Regions from separate parts of the Mus musculus genome. Here region 2 is linked to region 1. Evidence: chromatin contacts called from public Hi-C data. All regions are on one chromosome and are shown on one strand. Each heading gives the region's core, a stretch centred on a gene start, on an enhancer-like site or on the middle of the called end of the contact. The rest is flanking DNA. Distances are from core to core; before and after follow the strand shown.

Region 1 (5,238 bases), core at 1,744-4,243:
CACACACACACACACACACACACACACACACCAACGTTACTCTGTTGAAACGTCATAACAACAGCCAATTAAACAGAAGGTAGATTTCATCAACTCCAGAAGCCACTGTCTTGACATTAATGGAAAAGTCAGAAAATAAATGTTTTCCTGGGAGTTCAAAAGTTATTTTAGATTCCATGTGTACACTTTAATGAAAAACAAGCCAGGCCTTCAATCATTAAAACCATCAATATGTACTGTTCAGGGCTGAAAGGACTAAGAATTTCTATGCTGTCTGCTACTTAAATTGCAGGGCATTGTTAAGTTAATTTATCATCAGAATATGATCATTAGGGCCACAGACTACCGAGTCTTTGTGAAAGCATTAAAAAAATGACTTTCTCTGTCTCTCTCTTTTGAACTGTAATTTTTTAGCTTCATAACCTAAAAGTAAGAAAGTGAATTTTTAGTTTGGGATCTTCTTTCTCTGAGAGAGAAAAAGTATAAAGCTAATGAAAGATTAAAAGCACATGCAATACAACTGCGCATAATCACAGAGTTCCCCACAGAGTACGATAGCAGGGTGCAGTTTTCTCCTACTCGTGTGGGAAGCTTTTCTTAGGGCTTCTATTTGCAGATCTTGAATAAAGCTTAAAAGAATATTGCAAATATGGGAGTGGAGGTGGGAATTAACTGTGCAGTCAGGCGACTCAGCAAGTTTTACCCCCAAACAATGGAAGCCTGCTGCAAAATGCATCATTTCACCCTCCAGCCTGGTGTGAGGGTCCGAATAGGAATGGCCCCATAGACTCATGTAGTTGAATCCTTGGCCTTAGGGAGTGGCTCTATTAGGAGATGTAGCCTTGTTGGAGGAAGTGTGTGACGGTGGAGGTGGGCTTTGAGGTCTAATATGCACAAGCTCTACCCACTACCTTCTGATCAAGATGTTAAGAACTATCAGCTACTCTCCAGCAGTATGTCTGCCTGCACACCTTCATGATCCATTCCCTCTGTGATGGTCGTGGACTGAACCTCTGACACTGTAAGCCAGCCCCAGTTAGATGTTTTCCTTTAGAAGACTTGCAGTGATCATGGTGTCTCTTCAAGGCAACAAGACCCTAAGACTGATGGACACAATGCTTTGACTTGTTTTCCTCTTGAAAATTCTATGATCTCACATTTCAACTCCATTAGAAAGTTCACAGGCGATGACAATGGTGCCTACCCAGGTGTCCACCAAGATTTGGGCACAGGGGACACATGTGCATACACAGGCCCACAGTTGGGAAGCATGAAAGTGAAGCTGACATGTCATCAAATGTGCTGTCCTTTGGATGGGAGGTGACTTACCTCTTCTGGACTGAGTCAGGACTCTGGGGAGAACTAGAGCCAGGACTTGTCCTAAATGGGTATGGGATGACTTCTTCCTGGGTACATAGGTTGTGGGAGAAGAGCCAAACATGGGGCTTTAGTGAAAATAGAAGCCTAGTTTCACTGCCTCAAAGACTGTGGAGACAGAAGACTGGGGGTCAGGTGAGATACCTCATGGCAGATCCTGGGTGGGGCTGTACTCTTCCTACAGCCTTTCAGAGCTAACCCTCCATGGTGTGATCTGGGGAAGACTCAACACTGTTCTTTTCCTCTTGGGTGTTATTAGTACACTTTAAGTATTAATATTTTGCTAATACATATTAACGGGATGCTGCGTGCATATTATATGTATTGATCATGTCCAACCGTCGTTCTTGCTCTGCATCCTTTCCAGTTCTTAGTAATCAGTGTTCTATTTGCAGGCCAGCTTGTTGTGACTTCATGTGCAAGAGAGCCCATGCAGCTGTGTTTCTGGATTATTTTACTTACACAAAGACCTTTAGTTTCCTCCAGTGTCAGAATATGCTTTCTTCCTCCTCATGGATGAATAACACCCCCTGCCCTCTCTATGTTCTCTCCCTCTCCATGATGTGTGTGTATGTGTGTGAGTGTATGTTATGTGTGTGTGTGATATGTGTGTGTTAAGTGTTTGTGTGAATGTGTCATATGTATGTGGTGTGTGTGTGTGTGTGTGTGTGTGATGCATTCTTTATCCATTCATCTGTGAATCTATACTCAGAAACAAATCCAGAAATGGAATGGCTGAATCATACAACACTTCTGTGTTCAGTTTTCTGAGGAAATGGTATTTTGTTTTCCATCATAACTAAACTAATTTCACTGTTTTCTTTAAAACTGGATTGGTATACTTATATCTGCATCATCTTTTCTTTTCTTTCTTTTTCCTTTTTTAAAAGATTTCTTTATTTATTATATGTAAGTTCACTGTAGCTATCTTCAGACACCCCAGAATAGGGCACCAAATGGTTGTGAGCGACCATGCGGTTGCTGGGATTTGAACTCAGGACCTTCAGAAGAGTAGTCAGTGCTCTTAACCACTGAGCCATCTCTCCAGTCCATCATCTTTTAATAGTAGAGAAAATCCAAGCACATCTGTACTTGTTATTTCAAATTCAAAAGGAATTCTCATGCCAATGATTTTATGTCCGAACCCATCAGTGTTACTACAGGGACTGTGGTTCTGTGTTGAATGTTGAGAAAGTGTTACTTGCTTCCGTAGATAACAGCCTTAAGACTGTTGTCTCTCTTGAAGGATGGTAACTGACTCTGGACGGTTTAGATATCCCTGTCTTCTGTTGAGGAGCACTTGCCCACCAGCACCTGTATGCCATAGGCATCCAATGTCTCAATTCTAGTCCATCAGTGAAGTATGAAATTATTTTAAAATGACATATCTCTCAATATTCAAAAAAGACTCAACCGGCAAGGAAAATTTACATGATGTTAATTATTTTTGGTGCATACAAATTAGCTGTGAAATCATTAGAAACTCCTGTGTGTTTGTGCTCTTTGTTGGCAGAGAAGAATAATTATCAACTAACCTCAGTCAGTCTCTCTTAGCAGAAGGTTTCATTATTCCATGTGAGTGCAGCTTTGAATTCGGAAGCAGAGGTGCTGGCAAGCATAGCTAAGCATGAGCTCACCACTGAGCGAACTTGCCAAAGGTAAGGATAGCTACTCGGGAGGGCTTATAGTTAAGGTCTTCCTTAGAAGGCAGGGAGGAAAAGAGCAAGAGCATGAGCAGGGCACAGTGGGAGACAGACAGAAACACCAGGAATAACAGACAGTATAAATTAACATCATAAAGGATTCAAGTTAAAAGCTACCTCTAAACCATTCAAAGTGTGACGTCATTGCTTACGACCCTTCTCATTGTACTAGGGCCACACCCTTCCTCCCACGATCAGTCATGAATTTAAATAGATGAACTCCACCAGAATAAAAGCTTTGCAAAGAGTAATATTGCTTACATTTTCTTGTGGTACAAGATCTTGGTGACTCAGTGGGTTTTGAAATTAATAAGATGTTAGAGCCACTGGTAAGGGAACTCCCAGTCCCATGAGATGATACCTGCTATGGTCTCCACTTCTGGATGAAGCAGGGAAAACCTCTTAGCGGATCGGCATACTGACCCTTCAGAGTATTGGTGTTTGTTTGTTTGTTTGTTTGTTTGTTTGTTTTTATCGCTATCTCTATAAGAACACTGTCGTAGCCAAGAATTCCCCTATTTCTTCCCCAACACTAGTCAAAGCTAACATCTAGAAAGGGTTGTCCTATGGAAGGCAGTGGATTCCAGTGCCATTAGACCTTAGATACACTCTTTATAGTTTGTGGCTTACAAGAATCCCATATATGCTCCTCCAAGAGGCAACTGTGACTGGAGGGAACAGGCCGATCCTTCAACCTCCCTGTTGCTGAACTCTTCTCCATGACTGTACAGGTAGCTGCAGCATGATTCCCTGCCCCTATACCTCTACACTCCTATTAATTCATTGCTGCTAAAAGTCTAACTGAAATCAATCATCTGCAGAAACAGGCTTTGCCCGGTGTTCCCTCAAATCCCTCCTGTGATAAGATAAATTGGTGCCAGGAGCTCCTCAGAGTCCACAGCTCTGCGGGGAAGAGAAGATTTTACCCATTTAAGAGAGGAGGGGGATGACTCAGATCTGTGCCTCCTCAGTAAAAACAAATAAACTACAACAAAAATGAAAAACGGTACTAATACAGCCCTATTTCTAAAGAATGTCTTAAAATCAACGAATTTTTATTTCTAAACATGGAGCAAGCACCTCTAGAAAGACACCTTCCTCTGAGAGGCCGCCCTGGCACGTGATTGTCTCCTGTGGCCTTTTGTAGTTCTCCTAGAACACTTGACACTAGATGGTCATAATTTTCTCTGTGACAATCTTCCCATGAGATAGGGGTCCTTGGAAAGTCCAACTGAATTGTATTTTCTTTTCACTCCTTCCTTCAATATCACCCCTAAGAACAAAGATCGTGTTTCCAGCTATTTAAGACTGGTTAATAGCAGACCTGAGGATATAGACCTGGACTCGCAACACTTGGGATGCTTGCCATGAGTTTGAAGCCCAGGGTGGCTACGTAATTAGTTCCTGGGCTACAGAGTGAGACCCTAACTCAAACAAACAAATCTCAAAGGTGGCACACGGCACACATCTATAATCCCAGTACTTGAGAAGGGAGATTAGAGATCATCCGGAGATAAATAATAATGTCACTCCAGGATATATGAGACACTGCCTTAAAACAAATCATTAAAAATCCAAAAGATAGGCTAATGTACTTGCCTGGGAAGTAGTTTGCAATGTTAAAATTGCTTGCATTTTTGTTAAATTCTGAACTACTTTTTCCTGTGAAGAGTTTTCAGATACCAGCATCCTATGGGTTAGCTTACAGGGGTAAAATTCTAATTATAATGCTTATCCATTGACATACACCAAACAATCCTTTGATGCCTGTGCTGTGTTTCTCTCTCCATCTCTCCTACCATTTGCAAAAAAAGCTGGTTAGGCAGACACACATGTATGTCCTACCACATGCTCCTATTTCTCAACAGAAATTAGCGATTTAATATTTGGGTTTTCTAGCTCTTGTCTTCAACAAGACAAGTTTGTGAGGGTCAGAATCTCATCATTGTGTCTAGGACCATCTCAAGGCTCAATTTCTTAACCCATGTCACACCTGAGTACAGCCTCTGGGTGGTCTTGCTATGCACTACTCTATTGCTGGTTCCTATGGCAACTATTCCAAGACAGCACATAATGAAGCTGTCTTATTTGTCACAGAAGCAAAGAATCCAAAGTTAGAGCAGGGCTCACCCTCTCTCATGTCACCTTCTACACCATA
Region 2 (4,899 bases), core at 1,274-3,773, 96 kb before region 1:
CTCCATTGCGATGAGAAGGCTCCTCCAGGCTTGCAGGATCAGCTTCCTTAGCCTGTGAGTATGGGTACAGTTTCTAGACTGAGGAGCAATCATGGAATCAAAAACTGCTGTTGAATGAAAGCATCTCAGAGGACAAGATAGTCCATGTGAGGAAATAGGGAGACCAACATCGTAGGAAAGCCAGGGAGGGGGATGGGCAGTTCCCTGCTCTCCTCCATTGTCATCTGCCCAGCACATCATCTCTAGTTTGCTTTGTTGTGTCATGAAAACCACAAAGAAAATGACAGCATTGCAAAGAAAGGAGAGAGAGAGAGAGAGAGAGAGAGAGAGATTTAAAAAAAAAAACCACCAATGTTAAAAGGAAAGAAAACAGAAACGGCTCTTTCTTGGAGAGGAGTATCTCATTAAGTTGCCCAGGGTGGCATGGAAGTTACTATGTCAACAAAATTTGCAAGGTTCTTTGTTTTTTGACTCGACATGAGAATGCAGAAATAAAACACTTTGGATAACTGAAGTGCATATCTATTTTGTTGTTGTTGTTGTTGTTGTTGTTGTTGTTGGTGGTGGTGGTGGTGGTGGTGTGTGTGTTGAGACAGGGTCTTGCTAGTTTTTTTTTTTTTTTTTGTAAAGCAAATTGTGACTCTGCAGAGATGTCTCAGTGGGTATGACCTTTCGCTGTTCAAGCACGAGGGCCTGAGATCAGACCCCAGAACCTGTTAAAAACAAAGACTTGCCATGCTTACTTGTAACCCCACACTGGAAAGCAGAGACAGGAGGATTTCTGGGGTTTGCTGGCCAGCAGCCTAGCTCCAGGTTCATTGAGAGACCCTATAGGGGAAAGAGTGTGTTCTAGTTTGATATCTGTTGCTGAAACAGAACATGCTGGGGAGGAAAGGGTTTATTTCCTGCCATCACTCCATCACTGAAGGAAGTTAGGGCAGAACTCAAGGAAGGAGCCTTAAGGCAGGAACTGAAGCAGAGACCACGGGGGAATGCTGTTTACTGGCTTGCTAGTGAGTTTATGCTCAGCCTGTTTTCTAATACAGCCCAGGACTCTCTTCCTAACACTATTTGCAACTACAGTAGGCCAGGCCCTCTTACAACAGTTAGCAATCAAGAAAATGTTCTCTAGACATTCCCTAGGCCAATATGGTGGAGGAAATTCCTCCTTCTTCCTAGGCAAGTCAAAATGACAACCAAGCTTTGCTCACAGAGTGACAGTGACAGAAAAAGAAACCTCTTTTCTCCACATTCCTTTGACAGACGTATAACTACACACACACACACACACACACACACACACACACACACACACACACCCTTTGTTTCCCGGTCTGCACCCCCCACATGAAGAAGCTGCCACCACACACTGTCACTACTGTTGATGGAGATGCTTCTGTTGCCATGCCTTCACCTCCACAAAGAACCAACGTCCCCCTGCAGCTGTGCGCCTTTCCCCCTGTTCCATGCTTCTGATGGCTGTTTTGGTTCAGCGATGAGAAAGTCATGGACGTAAGAATGTAAGATTCTTTTCCCTTACACAGGCAGTCGTCTACTCTGGAGTCATTGCTAAGCCTGAATCATGATGACTGGCTCTGCTCTGCAGAGTACAGAAGTCTTTTGACACTGAATTTTAATGAAATCAACCCATTAATTAATTATGGATTAATTAATTCATCCATGCAAAGAACATTCTCAGTACAAGACATGTTTATTGAGCATATCTACCACAGGCAAAATATGTCAAGTATGGAAAGGAGAACGTGGTTGTAATGATCACGGTGGTAAGACTTCTTAATGTTTTTGAGTTAACTATTCTAATTTTAAATAACAGGAGTTAGGCACCATGGCACATCCTTATAAATTCAGCACTCAGGAAGAGGCAAGAGGCTCGTGGATTGGAGGTCAGCTCCATATAAAGTTCTAGGCAGGTCTAGATTACCCAGTGAGACCCTGCCTCTGAAATCCAAAGAAAATTCAACATGGAGAGGGTATATGACTAATTGGCAAATAGATGACAACAAATTAAGCTGTAAGAGCTCTGAAGAGAAAAGACATCCCATGGGGCAGGAAGAGGAAGTGAAGAGGAAAGACCTCCTATGGGGCAGGAAGAGGAAGTGAAGAGGAAAGACATCCCATGGGGCAGGAAGAGGCAGTGAAGAGGAAAGACATCCCATGGGGCAGGAAGAGGCAGTGAAGAGGAAAGACATCCCATGGGGCAGGAAGAGGAAGTAGAATCACCCATGGCTCTGATTCATGCAGATGCTCTGTGATTCTGGAATAGAGGAAGGCAGAGAAATGTAGAGACTCCTAGCCTCAGGCGGTTAGAAGAAATTCTATGTGTTGGGCAAAGCTTATGGCTAAGTGCAGAAATATTGAGTCTGGCTGGTCAGGAGGATAGGACTGGAGGGAAGGGGGCCCCACAGAAAGTCAGCCACACGAGAGCCCAGCAAGGAGAGCCTGGGGCTGTCAAGTCTGCTCTGGAAGGAAATCTGCTCAGTAATTAGGAGCTGTGAAGATCAGCGAGCTGGAGAAAACATGATTAATGTGACATTTTCGGAGAGCGAATCTGGCAGGTGTGTGCATTTGGTCAGCACAGAGATGAGGGAGTGGAGGATGGTGAGAGCCGTCTGTGGTGGTCTAGAGTGGCCACATTTACACTTTATGATAATTAAAGAAGGAATGAGCTTCTTCGAGGGAACAATAGGTCCACGGGGACCTCACCATCTTCACATTAACCTCGGCTTATGGGAAGCAAATTACCGCACTCAATTTCTTTCCAAATTCAAAATAAAGGCTTGTCTGATGCTTCTACCTCCTTCCTTGTTCATTGAGTGTAACTGTTACAGTTATGGAGATAGACAGAAGCTATAAAACGTGACTCTAGCTAAGTGTGTTCTAATTGTGAAACTCAGAGTGGTTGGCCACAAATGACTGTACTGGGTCCAGGAGCAGCTTGTAAATCTAGTGTGTTTTTTTAACTTTATTCTCTTGTTTTATTCTGGGAAGGGTATTATGATACACCTCAGATTGGCCTCAAACATGCTCTCCTCCTCCCTGCCTTTCCTGTGCTGGGATTACAGTTGTATGCTTCCATATCTGGATTCTCTGATCCCTTTTTTATGGCATATATATATATTGTCATAGATTCAAGTTTTATCTTGAAACAAATCTAGAGTCACCTGAGAAGAGGTAATCTCATCTGAAGAACTGCCTGGATCAGACTGGACTATGGCGATGTCTGTGAACAGTTTTTAGTTGCTTTTTGAAGTACAAGTACACAGCCCATTCTGAGTAATACCATCCCTAGGCTGGTGGGCCTGGGTCATATAAGGAAGGTAGCAGGGGGAACTAGAGAACAAGCCAGTAAGCAGCATTCTCCTTGGTTTTTGCCCCGTTTCCAGCTTGAGTTCTCTTAATGATGGACTTTAGCTTGCAGGACAAAATAAAACCTCTCCCCACTCAGTTGCCTTTGCCATGGTGTTTATTACAGTAACAGAAAGCAAACTAGGTAGGTAGAGCTCAATTAATTCTGGGTAGTGTATCAATTTTCATTTTACCACTATTAATATATTTTAAAAGTTTTAAATACAAGTATATATAAGGCTTATTTAAAAGAATTATTCAGTGATTGTTTTTGTTTTTGAGTTATGCTAAACAAAGAATAGTGAGACTCCAATTAGAAATGTATGTATATATGATTGCTATTGTTTTCTCCACCACCTCCTCCTCTTCTTCCACCTTTTCCTCTTTGTTTTTATTTTTCCTTCTTCAACACATTGCTGTTATTGAATAAAACATTCTTATCATTCATATCTCATCCAGATAATTAGGGAATGGCTTTTCTCAGCTTCCAGGTAGGGTAAGGCCAAGGCCATTGCTCTGCATCCAACTTATTCTAACATCAGGGTGCTGAGCACTCTTGTAGGTGGCCAATGCTATAACCTCAGTAGTATCTTTAGAGCAAATCCATACTTGAATACAGCTTTCTTTAGAAGTTCTGTTTCTTCCTAAGACTGATATTTAGCTCAGTGGTGCAGTGTTTACCTAGAAAGTGCAAGGCCCTGGCTTTGGTCTTCAGCAACAGGGAGGTGGGAGAAGCAAAAATTTAAAAAGTCACAGTCATTGTTTCCCATTTGATGCTCCAGCAAAGATGAAAGAAAATGGCTTGGGCAAGCTTCTCATACACATATGTGTATCACTTACCCACTCCTGTTTACAGTTTCCTATGGGCTCTCTTCTCTCTGGAGGATCTATGGCCTATACGTTAGGCCCATCCTGGTTCTGAGATGGGAGAAGGACTTTAAGAATAACTAAGTTTTGAGTGTGCTTTGATTCTGGAACTCATAGTTGCCTCACTTGGGTAAGTGAGGTCTGTGCAGACAACCTGACTTTACTCCCTAGAGCTGTTTGGTGGCTTGCTCCTCATGGTTTGCACAGTCTGCTTCTTTGGAAGATAAGCCACCACCAGAGGACTAGCCTAAGCTTGTTTTCATATACAATTCATGCCCACCTGCTTGGAGGTGGTACTTTCCAAAGTGGGCTTGCCACCCCCATGAAGAGGGGTGGTGCTGATGCTAAGGTCCTGTTCCCCAATTGGCTCTTGATTTGTCAGTAAAGAAAACTGGGGGCTAATTGCTAGGCTAAAGGTATAAGTGGGACCTCCATGTCCCTGGAGAAAAAGGTAGACACAAGGTAGGAGAGGGAGGTTTTTCTGCCATGCTTTGAAGGAAGAACAACACAGACACCGTGTGAGGTCGAAGGGGGAGCTGGAGCTTGTGAACACTACTACAGGTAGGTGGCTAAAGGTGTTTAGCACACCCAGTACTTGTGCAAAGAAGGCAAATTATAAAGGAACAAATTGTGTGTGTCTTTCCTCTGCCGTTTCAGGGGAGCTGG

What was found. Hi-C and Micro-C count contacts between places; a contact is called where the count stands out from the background.
Region 2: a contact with region 1 is called in a Hi-C map of cortical neurons, with 2.6 times the contacts expected there. The contact joins two enhancer-like sites. A contact is called at or near these places in 3 of 484 Hi-C or Micro-C datasets (cortical neurons and liver).

Annotation. Positions count from the first base shown.
Region 1 is chr2:4,111,471-4,116,708 of GRCm38.p6, reverse strand. It overlaps a transcript of Frmd4a not described here. Among named protein-coding and RNA genes, the nearest start is that of 1700080N15Rik, 27 kb to the left of the region's middle. Within about 2 kb of position 2,993, at least 7 of the 459 cell types and tissues checked have an H3K27ac peak or open chromatin away from gene starts, as enhancers often do. A contact at or near this core is called in cortical neurons, where this site is marked.
Region 2 is chr2:4,207,060-4,211,958 of GRCm38.p6, reverse strand. The region is part of intron 1 of Frmd4a (FERM domain containing 4A); the gene reads right to left. Among named protein-coding and RNA genes, the nearest start is that of Gm39752, 38 kb to the left of the region's middle. Within about 2 kb of position 2,523, at least 6 of the 459 cell types and tissues checked have an H3K27ac peak or open chromatin away from gene starts, as enhancers often do. A contact at or near this core is called in cortical neurons, where this site is marked.